Regions from separate parts of the Gossypium hirsutum genome. Here regions 1 and 3 are each linked to region 2. The links are chromatin contacts, called in public Hi-C maps. All regions are on one chromosome and are shown on one strand. Each heading gives the region's core, a stretch centred on a gene start, on an enhancer-like site or on the middle of the called end of the contact. The rest is flanking DNA. Distances are from core to core; before and after follow the strand shown.

Region 1 (3,250 bases), core at 704-3,203, 620 kb after region 2:
AAGTAAAGATAATATGTTGTTAAAAGTATGAAGTTATTTTAAATTAATATCACTTCACTTTATTAAATTCAATTTTCATTTTATTTGTTGTGAGATAAAAAGAAGAGAATTCAAGCGTTATAATTCATAAGCATGTACAAGAAGTATACCTCCTGGTTATATTTGATGCTATAAAGTTTCAATTAAACCACTTGAGTAGCCCCTATTGAAGCCTTATTGTGAGAGGTATCATCAGAGTATTGCCCATGCCTAGTAGAATCGTACTTCTCCCCGTCACCCCATAGAGCGTACGCTTCTTCCCCGTGCACCGCGTCGTCTCCGATTATTAACTGTTCCTCCGTCATACGCAACGGGACGATCAAGTTTATAGCTACACAAATGATTGATGTGACGACCAAGTTCCATCCGATTATGAAAGCTCCGCCTGCTAATTGTTTCAGGATTTGGATCCCACCAGAACCGCCGTAGACGCCTCCCTTTGAGTTTACCACAGGTAAGAACATCGCACAGAGTTGAGGTTCTGCGAAGAGACCGGTCAGAACACCGCCAAGAAGCCCGGCTATGGCATGGGTATGAAACACTCCTAGTGTGTCATCAATATGTTGGAGCAATGACCATCTCTTGTGTACGATCATCATGGTGAACCATGGAACGCTACCTGACAGAATTCCAAAGACTATGGCAGCCCACCCTTGCACCAGACCTACATAATCATGGAATTAGTCAATATCTGTCCGACGCGGCATGCAAGTTGAAGGGTGGTTAATACCTGCACCAGGAGTGATGCTAACAAGACCTGTAATCATTCCTTGGACGGCACCAATGACTGAGGGTTTCTTGAAGAAAATAACATCAAGCCAAGTCCAAACAAGTAGACTAGTGGCTCCACAAATGTTTGTATTTAGAACTGCCATAGATGAGTCAACATTGGCTGAATATGGATCTCCACCATTGAAACCTGCCCACCCCATCCACAACAATCCTGCCCCTGCCAACATCAGTAGAACATTGTTGGGAGGAAACCTCTCTCTGTCCTTCTTTGATCTTGGCCCCACCTGCATTGAATTAATTAATAGATGAGAAAGGCACACATCATGCATGAAATTAAGATTAGGAGCTAACCCAATAGGCGGCAGTGAAACCAGCGATCCCTGAAGAAAGGTGAATAACATAACCACCAGAATAGTCCATGACTCCCCAGTGAAACAAGAAACCTCCGCCCCACAAGCTGAATGCACCCACTGTGTAACAAAACGTGAGCCAAAGCGGTACAAAAGCCATCCAGGCTTTAAAACTCATCCTTCCCAGCACTGATCCAGCGAGTATAACTAGTGTGATCCCCGCAAACACGCACTGAAACCAAACCATAGATGCCATAGGATAAAATGGAGTCACCATAGCTGTCTCCACCCGTCCGTCATCGTAGAACTGGGTCGTCGCGGGAAGAAGTGCTTGGTTTACAAGATACTTTTGGCCCAAGGCAGGCCCTGCTTTGCCCCAAAATGGCAAAAGCTTATGCCCAAAGGACATCTTGTACCCCCAAATCACCCAGCATAGAACTACGGCAGCAAAAGCATAGAGGGCCATGAAAGCTGAATTCACTGCCCATTTTTTCTTGACAATGCTACCATAGAGGATGACCAAGCCTGGCACACTTTGGAGGCCGACTAGCGTGGCGGATATCATCTGCCATGCATTATCTCCTTTGTTTAGCCAAACTGGGACTGCTGGTGTGCCTCCTTGGTAGGCCACTGGCACTGGGTTGGGAGGAAGAGCGGCCATGCTTGTTAGCCAAAAAAAAAAAAAGTGCAGGCTAGTTCAACGTTCCAAGTTCCATCAATAGCTTGGATTGTAGTATATAATAAGCTGTTCGAAGGAAAAGGATGTTATCATTATTATAATATATTATGAAGTATTAAGAAAGGCCTTTTTTGTATTAAATACAGTGTCATTATAGGAAGGCATGAGCAGGTTGCGTATGGTGATTTTTGAAGATTAATCTAAGAGAACGGCAGTTTTGTCTTATTACATCCACCAATCTCTTTCATCTTTTACGGTAAAATTTTTATTTTCAAAAATAACTTGGTTTTTTTTTTTTGTCATGAAATTGGAAACAGACTTGAAAAAAGAGGGAAAATGGAAGACAATTGGAAGCCATTGAATTCAGAAGAATTTAGGGATTTGGTGGAAATGAAGAAAGCGGGCTTTGAGTCAACACATGAAAAGTAAGGCCAATAAATTGGTTTCTATAAAAACCTAGATAATAAAATCATTTTTTTTCTTTTTACCGAAAATAAACTAAAATTAATTCTAAAAATTAATAGGATAAAATGATGTTTATGATAGAAGTCCAAGTATTTCCCATAAAAATTGGTTCGATCCTCTTATTTTGATTTCTCGAAATTCATGAATCAGGATCCTAATGCATATAGATACAAAATGGTCCAATGGGAGCAAGAATTTTCAGGAATCATTTTCAAGTAATGTTCGATCAATTACGTATTAATCAATATTCGATTGATTGGTTTGAGGTTATCGACAAAAAAGATTTGTCTAAGTCATTTCATTTCTTTTTGTCCAAGTTGCTTCTCTTTTTGTCTAACTCATTTCTTTTCTTCTTTGTAAGTTTCAGGAATATCCCCATTCATAGGTCTGAGATCCACATCTATGAACTGAAATGTCTGAATGATCAGCTTTGCAATTAGTTGTTAGAACCAATAGGTCTTCAAAATGTTCAGTTGAAAAAATTGAAACATTTCTTATTGGATGATCATAATGCTTCTCAAAAACTAAAATTCTTAATCAATGGAGAAATAATATCACCATTTTTGGTCAATAAGATACCAAAATGAATGATTGACTCATTCCATACTAGAAATAATCGCAGGAAATCTTTTGATAACATGGATTCCTATTTCTCAATGATATCCCACGATCAAGACAATTGGCTGAATCCCGTGAAACCATTTCATAGAAGTTCATTGATATCTTCTTTTTATAAAGCAAATCTATTTTGATTCTTGAATAATCCACATCACTTCTGCTTTTATTGTAACAAAAGATTCCCTTTGTATGTGGAAAAGGCTTGTATCAATAATTATAATTTTACTTATGGACAATTCCTCAATATCTTGTTCATTTGCAACAAAATATTGTATTTGTGCAGTGGTAAAAAAAACTATTTTTTTGAGGAGAGATACTATTTCACCTTCACCAATCGAGTCGCATGTATCTAACATATTCATATCTA
Region 2 (3,567 bases), core at 978-3,477:
TTGACTGATGTAATGACGTGACAAACTGTTTGGTGACATTACAACTTGGTAATGTTAACGTCATGATGCCCATATTGTGTTTTGTAAATTTTACGATTCAGTCCTAATTTGATTTTAGGTTAACTTAAAAGCTTCTGTAAGCTCGTTTAGGACCTGAGAATGATTCCATATTGTATTGTTTGTTTAAAATTTTTATGAATATTAGCTTGATGATGTGAATTCATATTTAATTTAATCATAGTTGCTTCAACAAAAAAGTTGGCATACTGTAGCTCGGACCTGAAGATCGAGTCGGGTATAGGTGTTACAGGTCATCTACTAATACAAGTTGTCTTTCCATATTACAATCCGACCATGTAATATCACTTAGTATTAGTTAAACGTTAGGTAACCATTGAGCCAATATTTGCTTTCATTTTGCTTTGCATAAAAAAACTATTGAAGACAATATACAATGATATTAAACCAATTTTTTTGAAAAAATACAAGTGTACATAGCCAAAAATACTACACTTAGGACACCAGATCCAACACTAACGTCATACTTCATGAATGATCTTTTCTTATACAATGAGCAAGGCATTAACGTCACGGCCTCAGGTTTCTACATTGTGACTTTAGGAAACGACACCTCGACTTTAGCATTTCACGTCGCAGTGTCACTCGCTGTTTGGCACGATCCTTATAGCTTGATCAGTCAACATTGTGCCTTTGGCTTCCTAACGTTGTGGCGTTGCATAGGACGTTTGGTTCTTCAAATCCAAACAATTAGCGTGGTCATGACCTCCAATCTTTTAACGTCACTACCTCAACCTTGGTCACCTTATGCCATTTTAGTCCTCCACATCGCGACGTCAAGCAAATCAATGCTGGGGCATGACTTTCTATTTGTCAAGCCTTCAAACCTTTATGTCCTTAGTCTTCCAGTCATCAACACATTATCAAAAACACAATTTATGCATCGTATATTACCAAAACTCTAAAATAACATCAAAATAATAAAAGTGACACAAAACACAAGCATATCCATTAATGACCTAAAACATGATTTGACCTTAAAACAATTCAATTTCACTCAAAAGTAAGCTAAAACAAGCATGAGAGGACAATAATTAGATATACATAATTATCCCTTATCAATCACCTAACTTTCATAAATTTTCAGTTTAGGTATCGAAAATAAAAATTTTGTAAATGGGCACTATCATTACATACAATTATCATTTTAGTCACCGCTGTTACATACTTTTATCATTTTAATAACCCAACTTTAGTACATTTTCATCTTGGTCATTCATTTTATCTTTTTAATTTTCTTTATTTTTTCATTTTTAAGAATCAATTTTAGTTTTTTTAGAAAGGGGAAAAACCTGGTTATTATAGGGGAAAATTTGGGTTAGAAATATAATTTTTTATTTTTAATTTTCTTTGGTTTTTTTTTTCTTTTTAGAATTAATTTTAGTTTTTTTCTTAGCGAGAGGGAAGGGAAAATATGGGGTTTATAGGGAATTACCTTAGTTATTATAGGATAAACTTAGTTTGTTACAAGAAAACCAATTTATCTTTTCATTTCCATATTATTTTTCCCTTTTTAGAATTTTTTTTATAGTAAAAGGGAAAACCAATGTTTTATAGGAAATTATTTTGTTATTTATAGGAAATTACATTTTATCTTTTAATTTCCTTTATCTTTTTTTGAAATTAATTTTAATTTTTTTCAGTAAAGGAAAAGCTTGGGGGGTTTACAAGCAATTACTTAAATTTTTATAGGAAAAATATGAGTTTTTACATGGAATTAAGTTACCAGTGAAAAGATGAAATTAAGTTATTAGTGAAAAGCTTGGGTTTCATCTCATAGCGGAATAACTTAATTTATTGTCAAACCTATATTTTCTTTGAAAAAAATTAATTTTAAAAAGAAAATAAGTGATTAAAATGAAAATTTATTAAAGTTGAGTGATTAAAATGAGTATATGCAATGGTAAATTAAAGGCCAGTGGCTAAAATGATAAAAGTATGTAATGAAAGTGACTACAATGATATATGTAATGGCAATGCCCATATTGCAAACTTTTTAATTTTGGTGCCTAAAATGAAAATTTATGAAAGTTAAGTGACCAATTGTGTAGTTTATCAAAAAATGAAATGAGGTAATGGAGAAAAAAATGAGAAGTGGAAACTATAAGGGCTAAATGAATGTTTAGCCCATAATTCAACCTGCTGAAAAGAAAAAAACAAAATCTAAAAATCCCCAAAGTCGACGGGTGAGAACTTGTCCAATCGCACCTCTATTGGTATTTGGTATCTAGTCTAGTCTTTCAAGCTTTCCGTTTGTTAACAGAGACTTTAAACCGAAGCTGAGATCGCTTCACAGTTCTTTCTCTTCTCCAGAGATCTCTCTCCATCTCATTCGGAGCTCAATATATCAAATTCATCAGCTTAAAAATGGCGGCCGTCGCCGTTCACCAGTTCGCTCAGTGCATCACTTGCCATGCTTGGAGTCCCGATCACTCCAGTAAATTCATTCATTCTTTTAATTTGTTTCTGTCGAAATTCCATTCCCTCTCTTCATCTTTATGTTTCGGTTGGTTGCTGTGAAAATGTAGGAAATAAAAGAATGTATATATTTGAGTTAAATGTTATTGTGATGTGATATTTGTCTTAGAAATGTAAAATTGAAGAGGAAAATGAAATTAATGGTCAATTTACTCTTTCTTTACATTACTTTCTCATTCTATATTGCTCCATTTTTTGGTGATATGCTGGATTTAGAACTAATGATACATGTTTAATTAAAATGATGCGTGTTTTTAGAACTTTTTTTTTGTTTTGAGAATTTTAGAACTAATGATTTGGTTCTGTTTATTTTAAATTGCATGAGATATTGTTTTCTGTGTTTTCTACATATTTAATTCACTTTCTCTTGCCTGCAGTGGTAGCATTATGCCCAAATAATAATGAGGTTCACATTTATAGATTGGTGAATGACAAGTGGGAGAAAGTTCATGTTCTTCAGAAGGTACTTTATCAAAAATTTTCCCCTATAGACCACCAAGTTATGATTTAGTCCTATTATCTATGCTGTATGTCTTAACTCATCTCCAATAGTTATTTGAAGTTTCATTTTGGAGTCATGTTGTGTGGTACTTTTGGAACACATCAATTTGCAAATTGGATATGACTAGAAGTCTAGAACCTAGGTTGAAGCCTCTCTTTAACTAAGAATAAAAATGTTTCTTGAAAAGGAAAATATGAGATGACATGATGGTTTCTTGTCTGAAATCTTAGCCTTTCTTAGTAAGTAAATAGAAGCACTGCCACAGCATGGAGGTCTGATGAATTTTTGGGTTTCAACCTATGGTATGATATTAGTCTGCCTTTTTACCTCTTTTACCTTTAACTGGACCGGAAAGCTCTATAAACCAAAGTTGGGAATTCTAAAGCAACCGGGAGATTTATTAGATTAGGTTCTGAATTGTGTGATGGGGATTACAGTAGTTGTGATAAAGCTAAAATTTAAAAGGCGAGAACAAAGAGTAGCAGCCTATGATGAGATTAGTTCAAGAA
Region 3 (3,435 bases), core at 780-3,279, 560 kb after region 2:
AAAAAAAATACTTTGGCCAACAAGTGCAGTGTCTTACTAAAGATGGAATGTTGTGTTGTAAAGGTAACTCCAAAAAGGCCAATTCGACCATGACTCTATGACTGTTTATTTAACTAGTCAAAAGATTTCTTCTAAGGGAAGAAACTCTTTTACAATGTACAAACTAAAATAACTTCCCACTTTCTAAGAAAATTTCCTAAAATTAATTTCACTTTCTTAATTAAAACAGATTTTTTAATTTAGAAATTTCCACAATAAATTTATCCAAAAAATTATACTTTTAGATATTTTACTAAATTGGTCATGACTCGAATTCCTAAACTACATTATGACTCGAATTCCTAAACTACATTGTTAAGTGCATTAAAAATCTTATCGAAATATATACATATTCATATTGGATAATCAACCAAGAGGATCCCATTCAAAGTTGGTCTCAAATTTTGCCTAAAAAAATCACTACTTTAGCATCTTCAACTTTATTAATTTTACTCCATCCTTACTTGAATCAACAGTTGAATCAACAGGGTTTGATATTTGCTGCATTAGTGAGAGATGTTAGTAAATATACAATCGACCTGAACTAGGTATAGCTGGTAATAATATAAACTTATCACTTAATTCACTCATTTTCATGTTTGTGGCTTATACATTACTATATAATAAAGCTTACCATGGCCAATATTGTGAAATTTGAAATGGATCCACCTATTAAACTAAGATTTGATTGCTTCAACCATTCAACTAATATAATTTAACCGAATTTTTTAAAGAAAAAAAACTACTTTAAAATGGTGAAACATCAAAAACCATGAACCCAAGTAAAAAGTCTATTAAGAAATTCATATGGCCCTGGCCTTTTTGTTGCTTGTGTTCTGTTTTTTTTTTCTTTTCTTTTGGCAATTGACTGATTGAGGTATTTGTTGTTATGAATGAATAGGGGTGTAAAAACCCGTTAACTGATTAAATCGAAATAAGTCGAATTAATTTAACTAAATTAAGTCATTTATCAATTTATTTGGTTAAGTTAAAAGGTGATATGGGTCGGGTCGGGTTGAGTCAGTAACAAAATTTCAAGTCGGCTTTATAGGCACAGGCTTGACTCGGTCCAAAAAATAGGCCTAAAATTTTGTTTAACCCTAGCCCAAATAAAAAAGTTAAAACCCGAGCCTGGACTAGCCCGCCCGTATTGGTTTTTATATTATTTTTATATATAAAAATAAATTTAAAAAATATAATACGTCAAATATACAAAAAATATTTAAAAAAATATTTCTCAACAAATTGAAAATATTTTTTTAAAAAAAATAGTCTTTATACTTAGATAATTCTAAGATAAGTACAACTTAACAAGAAAATACCAATAAAATAGTAGTAAAATTAAAAATAAAACAATAATTATACAATAACCAAATAATAATAACAAAATAGTAGCAATATTTGTGACGTTACAGCAAAACAACAGCAGTTTCTTTTTGCAAATTTTGACCTAATTTAACCTAGACCAAAAATAAACCTTACCCAAGAACTAACTTGTTTTCTAAATAAATTTTATTTTTTTTCCCAAATCTATTTTTTAAATCTAATTTTTTATTGAAATCTTCTCATTTTTCAGACACAACTTTGGACCAAGTTGAATGTCAGAATCCATGATAAGTGTAGGTCAAACATATCATTTTTTGTGATTTCATCAATCGGTGCTGGGTTTTGAGTTTTCAAACAGTATAAACTGATCTATTTCTTAAATAAATAAAAACTAATGTCGATACCCAAAATTTAAATGCCTAAAGCTCATATCCATACGATGGCAACGAAAACCCAAATAAATTTCCAGCCCAAAATTTACAATTTAATTAATTTAAATAAAATAAAAGAAAAAAGTCAATTTCTCCTCTAAGGCACGTGAAAGTCGACCCTTCGTGTTCATGCCCCACGGTCTAATAGATGTCTCAGAGTGGACTAAAAGTGCGGATATTCCCCTAAGAGCGGAAATCCCGCATCCAAAAGACTAGCAGCGTATTCGTCCCAAACAGTCTTTGTCCAATTCTTCCATCAATCCCATTCCCCTAACAGCTCCTTCTATCAAAGAGCCAAAGAGGGCATTCTTTCACAAGCGATTCTTGCACAATTTTTTACCTCTCGAATTTACATCAGATCCAGGTGCTTCCAATTTCTTTTGAAACTGAAAGAATACTTAACCACAAATCATGTTGGGTTAAATTAGATGTTTCTTTTCAATGAGATAATTATCACTTTTAATTAAATTGAAATTTATAATGTGAATATAAGATTGGAGTTTGTAATTTGATTCGATGTTTAGAATCATATTCTCAACCATCTCTGGGCGTTCCGCTCCCATCACCTTTGCACCAAGTCTAATATCCAAAGGATCAACTTAATAAAATCCACGCCAGATGCATTCACAACTATGTCAAAACCAGTAGCACAACAAAGGAGCTATAATCCATATCTCAATATCCAAACAAAATAGAGCTGAGTACTATCCTTTAGACTACGAAAATCGATATCCCAAATCCTTTGTTGCCATTCAACAATGCACCCAACTGATTGGCTGCTATTCCTGAAACAACAAATAAAATAAATAAATAAATAAATAATGAGACCACTTACCATATTAACCATACATGGCACATGAACACATATTAGAAACATCAATACATTCATATACGTGAAACTTACTTCAAGATAAAACACATAAAATCATCTATATATTGATCACACATGAAACTAACTTGTCATGAAAATTTGTCTATGAAGTCTAAGGATCTGAGCAACTTCGCACTGAACTACAATCCCAGACAAAATTTAATAAAATTTTCTCAACACTCAAACCATTTTTAGCTCAATCATCAAACTTAAAAATGGTCTAGCTGACCTTTTATTTTCAAGCTTTGTTATAAGTCAAATTTGAGCTCAAGGATGCTTTGTATCTTTTAAGCTAGTTAATAGATAGATCATTTATAACTTTTTAGCTGTTTCCCTTTTTGTTTTTATTTTAATATATGGGGCAGAAATTACCCAAACCCCATTCTACCTAACACTTAAATTAAGTCGGGCAGCCATTTTTAAAAATATGCATGCACACATACACAGGATGCAATACAGAAAAAGAAACTATATGACAGTGATTTTTACAAAATAAGGATACAGGCATCATGGAGATACATCAACAAAAAGTATATTCTCACCATCATGGAGATACAAAACTATTCGACTTTTGACTGATCAATTTTGTCTTAAAACTATTTTGTATTTTAGCGATCAAATTCTATATAGTACATATATAAACTCCCTCACTCAAAAGTTCGGAAATTCTTTTCTTTTTTTCATTTAATCACTTACAAGTTCAAACTAAAAGGAGCTTAAAATTGGATATACTTCATGAAAAATCAATCAATAACAACTTTTATATCA

Evidence for each region. Hi-C and Micro-C count contacts between places; a contact is called where the count stands out from the background.
Region 1: a contact with region 2 is called in a Hi-C map of leaf, with 2.6 times the contacts expected there. The contact joins the promoter of LOC107896862 here to the promoter of LOC107896882 in region 2. A contact is called at or near these places in 3 of 34 Hi-C or Micro-C datasets (hypocotyl and leaf).
Region 3: a Hi-C map of leaf shows a contact between it and region 2, with 2.1 times the contacts expected there. The contact joins the enhancer-like site here to the promoter of LOC107896882 in region 2. A contact is called at or near these places in 15 of 34 Hi-C or Micro-C datasets (callus, hypocotyl, leaf and 2 more).

What each region holds. Positions count from the first base shown.
Region 1 is chrA10:89,754,714-89,757,963 of Gossypium_hirsutum_v2.1, forward strand. It overlaps LOC107896862 (ammonium transporter 3 member 1), which reads right to left and starts at 1,954. Exons shown (of 3, transcript XM_016822159.2): 1 at 1,123-1,954; 2 at 770-1,055; 3 at 34-703. The coding sequence starts at 1,782. The coding sequence ends at 183.
Region 2 is chrA10:89,133,089-89,136,655 of Gossypium_hirsutum_v2.1, forward strand. LOC107896882 (actin-related protein 2/3 complex subunit 1A) reads left to right here and starts at 2,228. Exons shown (of 15, transcript XM_016822180.2): 1 at 2,228-2,515; 2 at 2,934-3,019. The coding sequence starts at 2,446.
Region 3 is chrA10:89,695,017-89,698,451 of Gossypium_hirsutum_v2.1, forward strand. It overlaps LOC107896860 (U2 small nuclear ribonucleoprotein A'), which reads right to left. Exons shown (of 8, transcript XM_016822156.2): 8 at 2,396-2,581. The coding sequence ends at 2,576. Among protein-coding and RNA genes, the nearest start is that of LOC107896860, 8.1 kb to the right of the region's middle. Within about 2 kb of position 2,030, at least 7 of the 9 cell types and tissues checked have an H3K27ac peak or open chromatin away from gene starts, as enhancers often do. A contact at or near this core is called in hypocotyl and leaf, where this site is marked.